2 separate regions of the Rattus norvegicus genome follow, and region 1 is linked to region 2. The links are chromatin contacts, called in public Hi-C maps. All regions are on one chromosome and are shown on one strand. The core of a region is the stretch at or near the end of the contact, and the rest is flanking DNA. Distances in the headings are between cores, read along the strand shown.

Evidence for each region. Hi-C and Micro-C count contacts between places; a contact is called where the count stands out from the background.
Region 1: a contact with region 2 is called in a Hi-C map of prefrontal cortex, with 5 times the contacts expected there. The contact joins two enhancer-like sites. A contact is called at or near these places in 4 of 12 Hi-C or Micro-C datasets (the A7r5 cell line, Schwann cells, frontal cortex and 1 more).

The regions. Positions count from the first base shown.
Region 1 is chr1:8,774,679-8,779,622 of GRCr8, forward strand. All of the region lies in intron 51 of Utrn (utrophin), which reads right to left. Among named protein-coding and RNA genes, the nearest start is that of Utrn, 270 kb to the right of the region's middle. Within about 2 kb of position 2,168, at least 32 of the 93 cell types and tissues checked have an H3K27ac peak or open chromatin away from gene starts, as enhancers often do. A contact at or near this core is called in prefrontal cortex, where this site is marked.
Region 2 is chr1:7,653,465-7,658,529 of GRCr8, forward strand. Epm2a (EPM2A glucan phosphatase, laforin) reads left to right here. Exons shown (of 4, transcript NM_001276762.1): 3 at 549-790. Among named protein-coding and RNA genes, the nearest start is that of Epm2a, 110 kb to the left of the region's middle. Within about 2 kb of position 3,352, at least 49 of the 93 cell types and tissues checked have an H3K27ac peak or open chromatin away from gene starts, as enhancers often do. A contact at or near this core is called in prefrontal cortex, where this site is marked.

The sequences.
Region 1 (4,944 bases), core at 918-3,417, 1.1 Mb after region 2:
TTCCCCATGACTTCTGTAACATAACGCATCCCTATTTAGGGTCCTACCATGAGACTACTGTCGTAGCTTTCTCCAGCCCCTTAATTTCCCTTTACGCAGCATCAAAGTAAACTCATCCCATGGCCTTACAGCTCAAAAACCCCTCTCCTTTTGTGAAAATGCTCACGGAAATAGATGAGAAAAATAATAACCCAGCTTTTTCTTTTAATGCTTCATACGTTTATACCATTAGCTTTTTAAAAAAAAAAAGTAACATGTATTAATAATTTGTGTTTCTGTTCCGATAGTTAAAAAGTAAAATGCTAACACATTAGTGAATGGAGCTTTCTTCTCCATTATCAAAACCGGCTCTTTGTGAAAAGGTAAACATGTTACAGAAACGCACCAATTCTTTAAAATAGATCAAATCCCAACATAGCCAACAGTTTGTTGAGTACTTTTTTAACTGGGTTAACAGGTTGAACCAAGCTTTAGCTAATCTAATACAGATGGAAACACAGTATTTCGTTAAAACGTTTCTCCCTACCTCAATCTATTTCCTAAAATTACATTTTAAAAAGAAAGTTTCTGGGCAGATATACATTAAATTAGACAAACTGTAAGGCACAAAAGTGTGATAAAAAAAGAAAGTCAGATAAACAGAATCCAGCTTGCCAGCCTGGACCCCGCTGCCTTATAGGCAGAGCCTAGGTGCTTCAACACATCAAATTTAATATCTTCAGAAAAATAACGTCATAAGAGGCAGGTTTCCCAATTACAGATCAGTTGGTCTTTTAAAGAGCAGTGAGGTGCCTTCTTTAGAATTTTACAGGGAGAAAGAGTGTATCACTGTAATAACATAAAAATTGACTTACTGATGCTCTAATCTTACTTTCACATCATATCATCTCGCTTTTATAAAAATAAGGAGACAGCAATAACAAATACTAACCCAAAACAACACAGGAGGACGCCGGACAGCCCGTGCTTAGAATGACTGACATTACATTCAAAATGTACAACTGTCAAACAAGTTACATCCTAAAATACTACTCAACCCACCTGTCCACAGGAAATCGAGTTCTCCAACTTTAACTACGACATGTGGAGACTCCAAGGATATAAGAAATATTTGCAATGGGGCTGAGCTTGTGCCTCTAAAATGGACATCACTTTTCTTAATTGGAAAAAAAAATCAACTATAAAAAGAAGAATGCATTAAGCAATCTGTTAAGAGACCATTTTGAGCTCTCTTTCTGATTTTTCCTGGAGTTTAACATTGGATGGATGTGTCATTAAATATTAAGATATTGCCAAGTACCCCAGAGGTAACAGGTCTTAATGAAAATAGTTTGTCATATTTTCTCCAAACGACCCATCTCAGAAGACTAGGCTCTGGATGGTAAAATATGTACTAGAACAGTACTTGTTTTAGAGGCTTAAATAAATTTTAGTGGAGCAATTCCTCTTAACAGCTTTTGCAATCAGTTGCCTGGAAAGGGAGTTTTTCCTTCCCTTCACAAGAGCAAGGAAGATGTACATCTCCCAGCCAGGCAACAGTGGATCCTTTAGACACCCACTCCCTATTTCCAATCAGTTACCTTGCAGAGCTTCTGGTACCGCGGAGAGGAAACTGCCATCCTTTGTAAACGGTGTAACAAGACCACAACTTTCTGCAGAGACGTTCTCACCACGGCCATCATTTTAAGTTTACCACACTTCTGAAGAGTCCTCAGAATTTGCATTATAAATGAAGAGCAGCGATCATTTCCTCCCGGTCACTGGACAATGATTTGCCAGTTCTCTGAGCATGCTCGTTTCCAGACATGCATTTGAAAGATAAAGGGGGGGAGGGTGTTGTTGTTAAGGTTCTAGAGAAAAGGAGTCTGGGAGTCCATCAACTTCTGGATTAGACAAAAACACTGAAGAACGCCACCCAGACAGCCCCCAGCAGATGCTCACCGCCAGGACCTGCTCAGCCTGGCATGGCCAGAAATGAAGCAAGTTGCAGGGCGGCCAAGCACTGCTGGCTGCAGGGAAAGAGAGCGCTCCGGAGCCGAGGAGATATTAAGTGAAGCACTAAAGCTAAAGATACAAAGCCAACTTCCCCTGGGGAAAGAGAGCGAACCCCATCACTGCCACGGTGCACGCCTGGTGGCTGGGTTTACGTGAGGAGACACCGAGCGGCAGGGAGCCTGATGCTTTACCGAGGGATGTGAGCACTCCCAGAGGAACGCGGCTCCGCTCTGGCTGTGCTTGTGGGATGAGTAGAAATACTGAGGAGCACAGAGGGATTTGTCTCGAAGGACAGAAGCCCACTCTGGGCAAATAAAACACCTTAAGCCGATCTGGGCAGAGTGTCTCCAAGACAAAACTGAACATATTTACCTAGGGATACGGGTTTACCTAAGCTCCAAAGGCAGAGCCAAAAGATAGGCTTCCAGATCCCCACATAGGAGTAAATCACGCTAGAAATCAAGTAGGAGCCCCCTAAGTAAACAGCCAAGTTAAAAACAGGCAGGCTGCAACGACTATAGATCATGGCCACCTCCTCCATCTCCCTCTTAAACATCGTCTTCATAAGCTTTCTGTCAAGGAGCTGTTTCAATTTCACATATAAGAAATCCGAAATAACAATTGTATAATAACATATGACGGGCCAGTGTGTGTGTGTGTGTGTGTGTGTGTGTGTGTGTGTGTGTACGCGCGTGCACTCATATTTGTTTGCATACATGTGCATGTATACATACATGTCTGATACGCATTTCGCACTATGATAACCAGTTTGAGTCTAATGTCTTAGAGGACAGAGTATCCCAGAATGACTAAGTGGCTGAGCCAAAGGGCACAGCAGAAACTAAGCCGGCATGTAGCACATTATCAAGGTCTGGCTTATTCTGATTGCCCAGGGAACACTGTCCAGTCACTTCTCCGTGATGTTACCATCAGAAAATTGACATTTTCGGGAACTTCTTTTTCTTCCCCTGTCTCCTGAGTCCTTCACACTCGTGTGATTTAAGGTCTCGAGATTGGGTTTAACAGAGCTGGTTTGTCGGGAAAATTCGGCCTGCATACAATTTTCCATCAGCTCCTTATTGAGAATCTATACTGCCTCCTCCTGGCAAGGCTGCCAAAGCCACCCAAAATGGCCCATTAGCATTAATTGGAAATGCTAGTTCTTAGGCAGATAAGAAAGAGATTAGTGAAGAATCCAGGTCAGGAGTCTGAAGGGCTGAAAATGACAAGTAATCCTAAAGGGGAAAGTAGGATTCTGAGGTGTCTATGTGGTACTGGTGGTGAGGTGGTCTTGACAGGAGCTATGGCTGTACAGTTTTTTGAGTATACAAAAAAACTGAATTACAGAATGTAAATAAACAACACAGTGTGTAAATACCGTACAGAAGACTAGCTATAAAAAATATGAACTTACAAGTTGAACATCTTACACCTGAAATGCTTGGGCCCAGGAGTGTTTGAGGCTTCAGGTCTTGTTTGTTTTTTGTTTTTGTTTTGCTTTTGGCTTTTGGGTTTTTTTTTTCCTCATCATGGAATAACATACTTGCATAAATACACTGAGGTGTTCCAGAGGTGGAACCCAAGCCTACACACAACAGTCAATTTGCGTTTCACACGGACCTTAATGAGCACCAACTCCAAGGACAGTTTTTATAGCGTTATTGATGATTCTGTGTCATGAGAGGAAATGTGTGTGGAACATGTAAGACCTCATGGTAGCATAGAGAGCATCTTGGTTTCAGTCTTTTGTTTGTCTGCTTTAAGTTAGGGATGCTTAACCTGTACAATTCCTGTTCCAGAGCCAACAGGTGAAATGGGTGTTCGCCCCACAAGCACACTGTTGGGTACAGGGGGAGAGCTGAATGTTCTTCTGTCTCCTGTGGGATAGAAGTAGAAGCACAGGACGAGACGGGATGAAAATTCTAAAATACAGTCTTTCCAATCAAATCAGCACATTTCCACACCTACACCGGAAAGGCCACAGCGACTCTGGAGTTCACCCAGAAAAGAGCCAATGCTTCTCAATGAGTGATACTACAAAACCCACAGAGCTTACATTTAAATTGTAATTAAAATAATGAACGCCCTGGACTGTGGCAATAAAAATTAAGATAAGTGTGTCAATTAATAAATTGAGTTTTTAAATCAACAACAGCTTCTTCTTAAGAACAATAAATTAAAAAGAGCCGAATCTGGCACCTTCCCCTGGAGGCTACTCTTAACACTTTGTTCTGCTTTAATCAAAATTGAACTTGCCATCCCTTCAAACCCAAACACGTTTCTACTGTTACTCCCATACCTTCTCCCAAGAGACCAATCTCACCCTGGACCACCACATGCAATCTCATACTCACCCCCTCCCAACCAAGGCCTTAGACTCACGCCAGAGCCGTATTTCTAGCTGCTATCACTTCTGGTATGCATGAACCTGAGTATCCTAGCAGGTGCCATGTTGTTTCTGTCACTGAGGATGACCCATTCCTCACAGAGTCGTCAACTAGACTCCTCTAAGTTGGAGAATCTGACACCTTACTCTCTTGTCTAATCCCCTTCATGACATCCCCATCACCAGCAGATTAAATATACCATACACTGCCAGGTACACAAGCCCCGCCCCCCAACCTCCCCACCATATACTGCTCAGCTCTCTCTTTAGCAAGTCAACAAAATCAAGTTTTTTTTTCCTTGCTGAAAGATCTCTGCCTAGAAGAAAAACAAAAACATAAATACAAGAGTAAAAAATACCCCTGCCCTTAAAAGAAATGGCCCAGAAAGTCTTCAACCACCATTGAGCTCCCAAGCCCTTCTTTATTAAAATATACTCAGAATCATCTTTAAACTGAACATGGTATAAATTGTATCTTCATGACATATCTCCATGGGGCTTTACATCTGGTTGGCACAACATGTGAATCAAATACAAACAGTGAGCGTGTCATCTCAGGACAA
Region 2 (5,065 bases), core at 2,102-4,601:
CCTTTATGACACCTTTTATGAACATATAGAAAATATTTGGAGGATAATGGACTTAATCTTGGTTTTGAATTTATTTAACCCAAGTTTTCTGTTTCTTAAGTTTAGTGTCCTTCACAGGTCTCACACTGTTGGAAGAATTTTATGTAGTAATAAGGAGTGGTGATGGCTGTATTGAAATATGTTTTTTTGAATTTTGGATTTGAGATGGCTTTAGGTGGTTTTACGTTTAATGTGTTTAAAATGAATTGATAGCATTTGTGTAACAGTCATAGAGTATATCCAACTTGGTGAGTTTATTTTCATATGTTGCTGGACTTAGTTTTTAATGTCAAGTTCCTGGTGTGCTTGTTGATCTTATAATAAGTTTTCCTAAAACAGTAATAAAAGTAGTTTTAAAAAAATTAGTATTATTTCTTATATCCTTAAAAATCCAGCCTTTCCTTATCAGATTGAAAGAGTAATTGTACTTAAATAGTATATGTTACATGCAGATACTGAAAACTCAAGTTAGAACCTTAGTAATGGTTGACCCTGTATGATCTTTCTAGAATTCTACCAAATATCTGGTTGGGTAGCTGCCCTCGACAACTGGAGCATGTGACCATCAAACTGAAGCATGAACTGGGAATTACGGCTGTCATGAATTTCCAGACTGAATGGGATATCATCCAGAATTCTTCAGGCTGCAACCGCTACCCGGAACCCATGACTCCAGACACCATGATGAAGCTGTATAAGGAAGAAGGCTTGGCCTATATCTGGATGCCTACTCCAGACATGAGCACTGAGGGTAAGGGCTGGAAGGAGCACTCTGGGTTCCTGAGGAACTTGCTTCAGGGGCTCCTGTTTGTCTTTCTGTCATCTATAACTGAATGCCTTAACTGTGAGTTATAAAAATGGAATCAACATAAGGATTTAGGTTTAATATATGTTTAAACACTTTGACAGGATTCTGTTTAATGTGGCTTTATATACGTGTGTGTGTGTGTGTGTGTGTGTGTGTGTGTGTAATCTACTGTGTGGTGGCGTTACACTGATGACTGGGAACACAGAGCATATAGTCTCTAAAGGGTGGCAAGTGTTAATGAATGAACTAAAGTAGGGGTTTAAAAGCACAACGGGTTGGTTTTAAAGACACACAGATAGTTTGGAGAGCTTGTGTAGATAATCTAGAGAGCCTTTTGAGGTAGTGATGTCTGAGGTACCGTCTGAGCAGTGACTGGGGAGAGGGCAAGATGGGAGAGGATGGGAGAAAGCAATTTAGAAGAGTCTTATGCCCCGAGAGGATGTGTCGCGTTGTGAACTGAAAGATCAATGTGGCTAAAGAACTGAGAATATGAAAGCACCCTTAGGACTTGAGCTACTGCAGCGATGTCATAGGAACGATGTCACAGGAATGATGTCACAGGAATGATGTCACAGGAATGATGTCACAGGAATGATGTCACAGGAATGATGTCACAGGAACGATGTCACAGGAGAAGGGGAAAGGAGAAGCCAGGGGATGTGTAGATTCTTTTTGTCTTTGTTTGTTTACCGGAAGTATTTCTTTTGCTACATGAACAGACTGGAGCTGGGTCTGGCAATCCAGTGAGGAGGGTGCAGGAAAATGGGTGATAACTGGGAGGTGAGGCACCGAGGGTGTGGGGAGGAGCACGGTAGTGAGTCGTCGTGGACTGGGAAGCATGCGAGAACAGCCATTATGAATGGGTTATCATGGTCGGGTACCGCTGGGGAAGCAGGCAAATAAGTCATAGTTGTGACAACGTAAGTACGCAGCAGCAAGACAAGTTCAGAATCAATTACAGCGCAGAGGAGAATGGACAGTGAACGATGCCATGTGCCCTGGAGATTATGGCTTCTCTAGACGGGCAGATAGACAGGCTACACAATTTTCATGGCATTTGAAGTAGGCCTGGCTTGGACGGGGAGATGTGGGCAGAGAGAGGGCAATGTGGGGGCAAGGAGGAGCACAGAAAAGGGCACAGAAGCTTGGACTTGTAGAAGAGCCATTTACAGATACGATTGACAGTTGCTGAAAATTAGGGCTAACTTTTCTGGTAAGAGAATGACCTCCTGATGACAGTATTAATAACGTGTCAGCAGGGGGCAGCAGAGAGCTGTAGAGGGTGCATGGGGTTGGGGAGTTTGGCGATTTGTTCTTCTGGGTAAAATTGGCAGTGAAGCCTGGCCAGGAAGCTAGAAAACATTTCTCCCCCACTCAGCTCTCTCTGTGTAATGCATGCTATGTCTCCCAACACCTCTCAGGAACAAAATGGATTAATTCATCAGCTTCAAGAAGATTCTAGGCAGACATTGTAGTCAGAGGAAGAGGATTTTGCAGAGGAAGAGATAGGTACAAAAACGGTTATGTAATGGGACCAGGACCTAAGACTGGAAAGAGTCATGTCCCAGATTTCAAGTATGTCATTCTGACTCACAGAACTGCTGCTCCCAAAGCCGGGCTGCGAAGTAGCAACTACCCGTTTCTTTGTGCGCTTCAAGCAGTGTTCCCAGGCCCACATGATTTCAGTTCTTGATGAGTTGCAGTCAAGTGAAGTCAACATAGTTTGTCTCCCAGCAACCAGAGGTCTGTAAAGCAGAGCCCCTGAGGGCCATAGGAAACCCACCTCACTGGCCATCTTGACCCTTCAGAAACCTCAGGTGGAATTTCAGAGCCCTGCCTTTTCTTGAGCCAAACCCCAAACAAACCAGTTTGCATAAACAGAAGGACAGATTAACTCTCCGAAGACTGTTCCTCTGGTTTTAAGACAAAGAATTGTTAGAGCTTTCGAGTGTAGCACAGAGATTTTTACTTGGCTTCTGTGGTTCTAATTTCGCAACTTTGTTGCCCACTTGGGTAAACAGGAGGGAAACCGGCAGGGAGCAATGGAGCCGTTCATTCTCACTGCTACTCTCTCACCCCATCCCATGCTCTGCTAACTGAAGGGTCTGAGGTTAAAAGGCAATTTGCACAGTAGCTTGGTGTCATCTATCTGCTAGGAGCCATTGTAATTGTATTCAAAGCATGGCTGTGGGGGCTCACTGGGTCACCAGGTCAGGGTGTCCATGGTAGCTCCGTGCAGAGCTAACAGCAACAGGGTGAGAGCCAAGGAGCTCACAACTGCAGTAGCCCAAACTCTGACACTGAAGAAAGGATTTCTTTGGTTCGGATGGACCTTGACAGTTTATCAAAGAGTTAACCATTCCAGAGTGGCAGGGTGACTTTCTCCCAACAGATTAATCTATGTAGCGTACAATTACAGACCAGGGCACGTATAGATTACTCTACCTGGGTATTTTTAGAACTCCAAGAGGAGGAGCAGGATCTGTCTGGAAGCATTCCGAGCTGCTGCATAATGCTGTCGGGCGAAGTCTGGAAGGAGAGTCTGTTAGACTCGATTGTCATAGACTGGCTGCAGTCAATTGTCCTATTGATCCTTCCTGTTGTACATTTTGTCATATAAGGACGGCTGGCTTAGACATCTTCTTCCCTTTCAGTTCTACTTCTTCTTCTTCTTCTTCTTTTTTTTTTTTTAAGGTTTGTCTCTTTCACCTGGGGAATGGGGGGAAAAAAAAAACCACCAAAACTCCAAATCAAAGAAATAAACTGTATTTGCTCATTTAAACTCCTATCTCAGGGGAAGTTCCATTGAGTATTGATCTCTGCTCTGTTCCTGTAACAGCTTAACCCTTTCCTTCCCAGGGAGTTCTAAGACCCTGGGCGTTGCTTTGTTATCCCGGCTTCAGTCATTTTCTCGTTCAGCAGACTCAATTTACCTCTGCCTTTCTGCTGCAACACTGACCTTGGAGCCTAAATACCTGGCAGGAGCCTGGCTGTCCTTGGGGGCTAGCTAGCTTGTGGTATAGGCAGGTCTGTTCCTCTACTGGCCATCAAGGGATGGGATCTCTATTATATAGAGATTACTATAACAGACTGTAGGAGTAGTCACAAGTTTAGAAGGATTTTATTAATTCTGAGAATTTCATAAAATGTATTTGGACACCCCCACCTGCAGGCCTCCCTGTAATTCCTTCTAGATCCATCCTGCACCCTTACCTTCTTATACACTTTCCATTTTGCACCCTCTTTTTCTTTGTTTTGTAAATAAATCATGTGCTGCCTATATGGTGCATGGTCAACCTAGAGGAGACACTTTTGCAAGGAAAAATGGCTCTCTTTGCTGAGAAGCTGTCAAGTGCTCATAGCCCCTCAATTAGGGGTGGGAGTTCTTTTTTTTTTTTTTTTATTAACTTGAGTATTTCTTATTTACATTTCGAGTGTTATTCCCTTTCCCGGGTTTCCGGGCAAACATCCCCCTGACCCCTCCTCCTCCCCTTCTACATGGGTGTTCCCCTCCCCATCCTCCCCCCATTGCCGCCCTCCCCCCAACAATCTAGTTCACTGGGGGTTCAGTCTTAGCAGGACCCAGGGCTTCCCCTTCCACTGGTGCTCTTACTAGGATATTCATTACTACCTATAAGGTCAGAGTCCAGGGTCAGTCCATGTATAGTCTTTAGGTAGTGGCTTAGTCCCTGGAAGCTCTGGTTGCTTGGCATTGTTGTTCATAAGGGGTCTCGAGCCCCTTGGAGCTCTTCCAGTTCTTTCTCTGATTCCTTCAACGGGGGGTCCTATTCTCAGTTCAGTGGTTTGCTGCTGGCATTCGCCTCTGTATTTGCTGTATTCTGGCTGTGTTTCTCAGGAGCGATCTTCATCCGGCTCCTGTCGGCCTGCACTTCTTTGCTTCATCCATCTTGTCTAATTGGGTGGCTGTATATGGATGGGCCACATGCGGGGCAGGCTCTGAATGGGTGTTCCTTCAGTCTCTGTTTTAATCTTTGCCTCTCTCTTCCCTGCCAAGGGTATTCTTGTTCCCCTTTTAAAGAAGGAGTGAAGCATTCACATTTTGATCATCCATCTTGAGTTTCATTTGTTCTAGGCATCTAGGGTAATTCAAGCATTTGGGCTAATAGCCACTTATCAATGAGTGCATACCATGTGTGTTTTTCTGTGATTGGGTTACCTCATTCAGGATGATATTTTCCAGTTCCATCCATTTGCCTA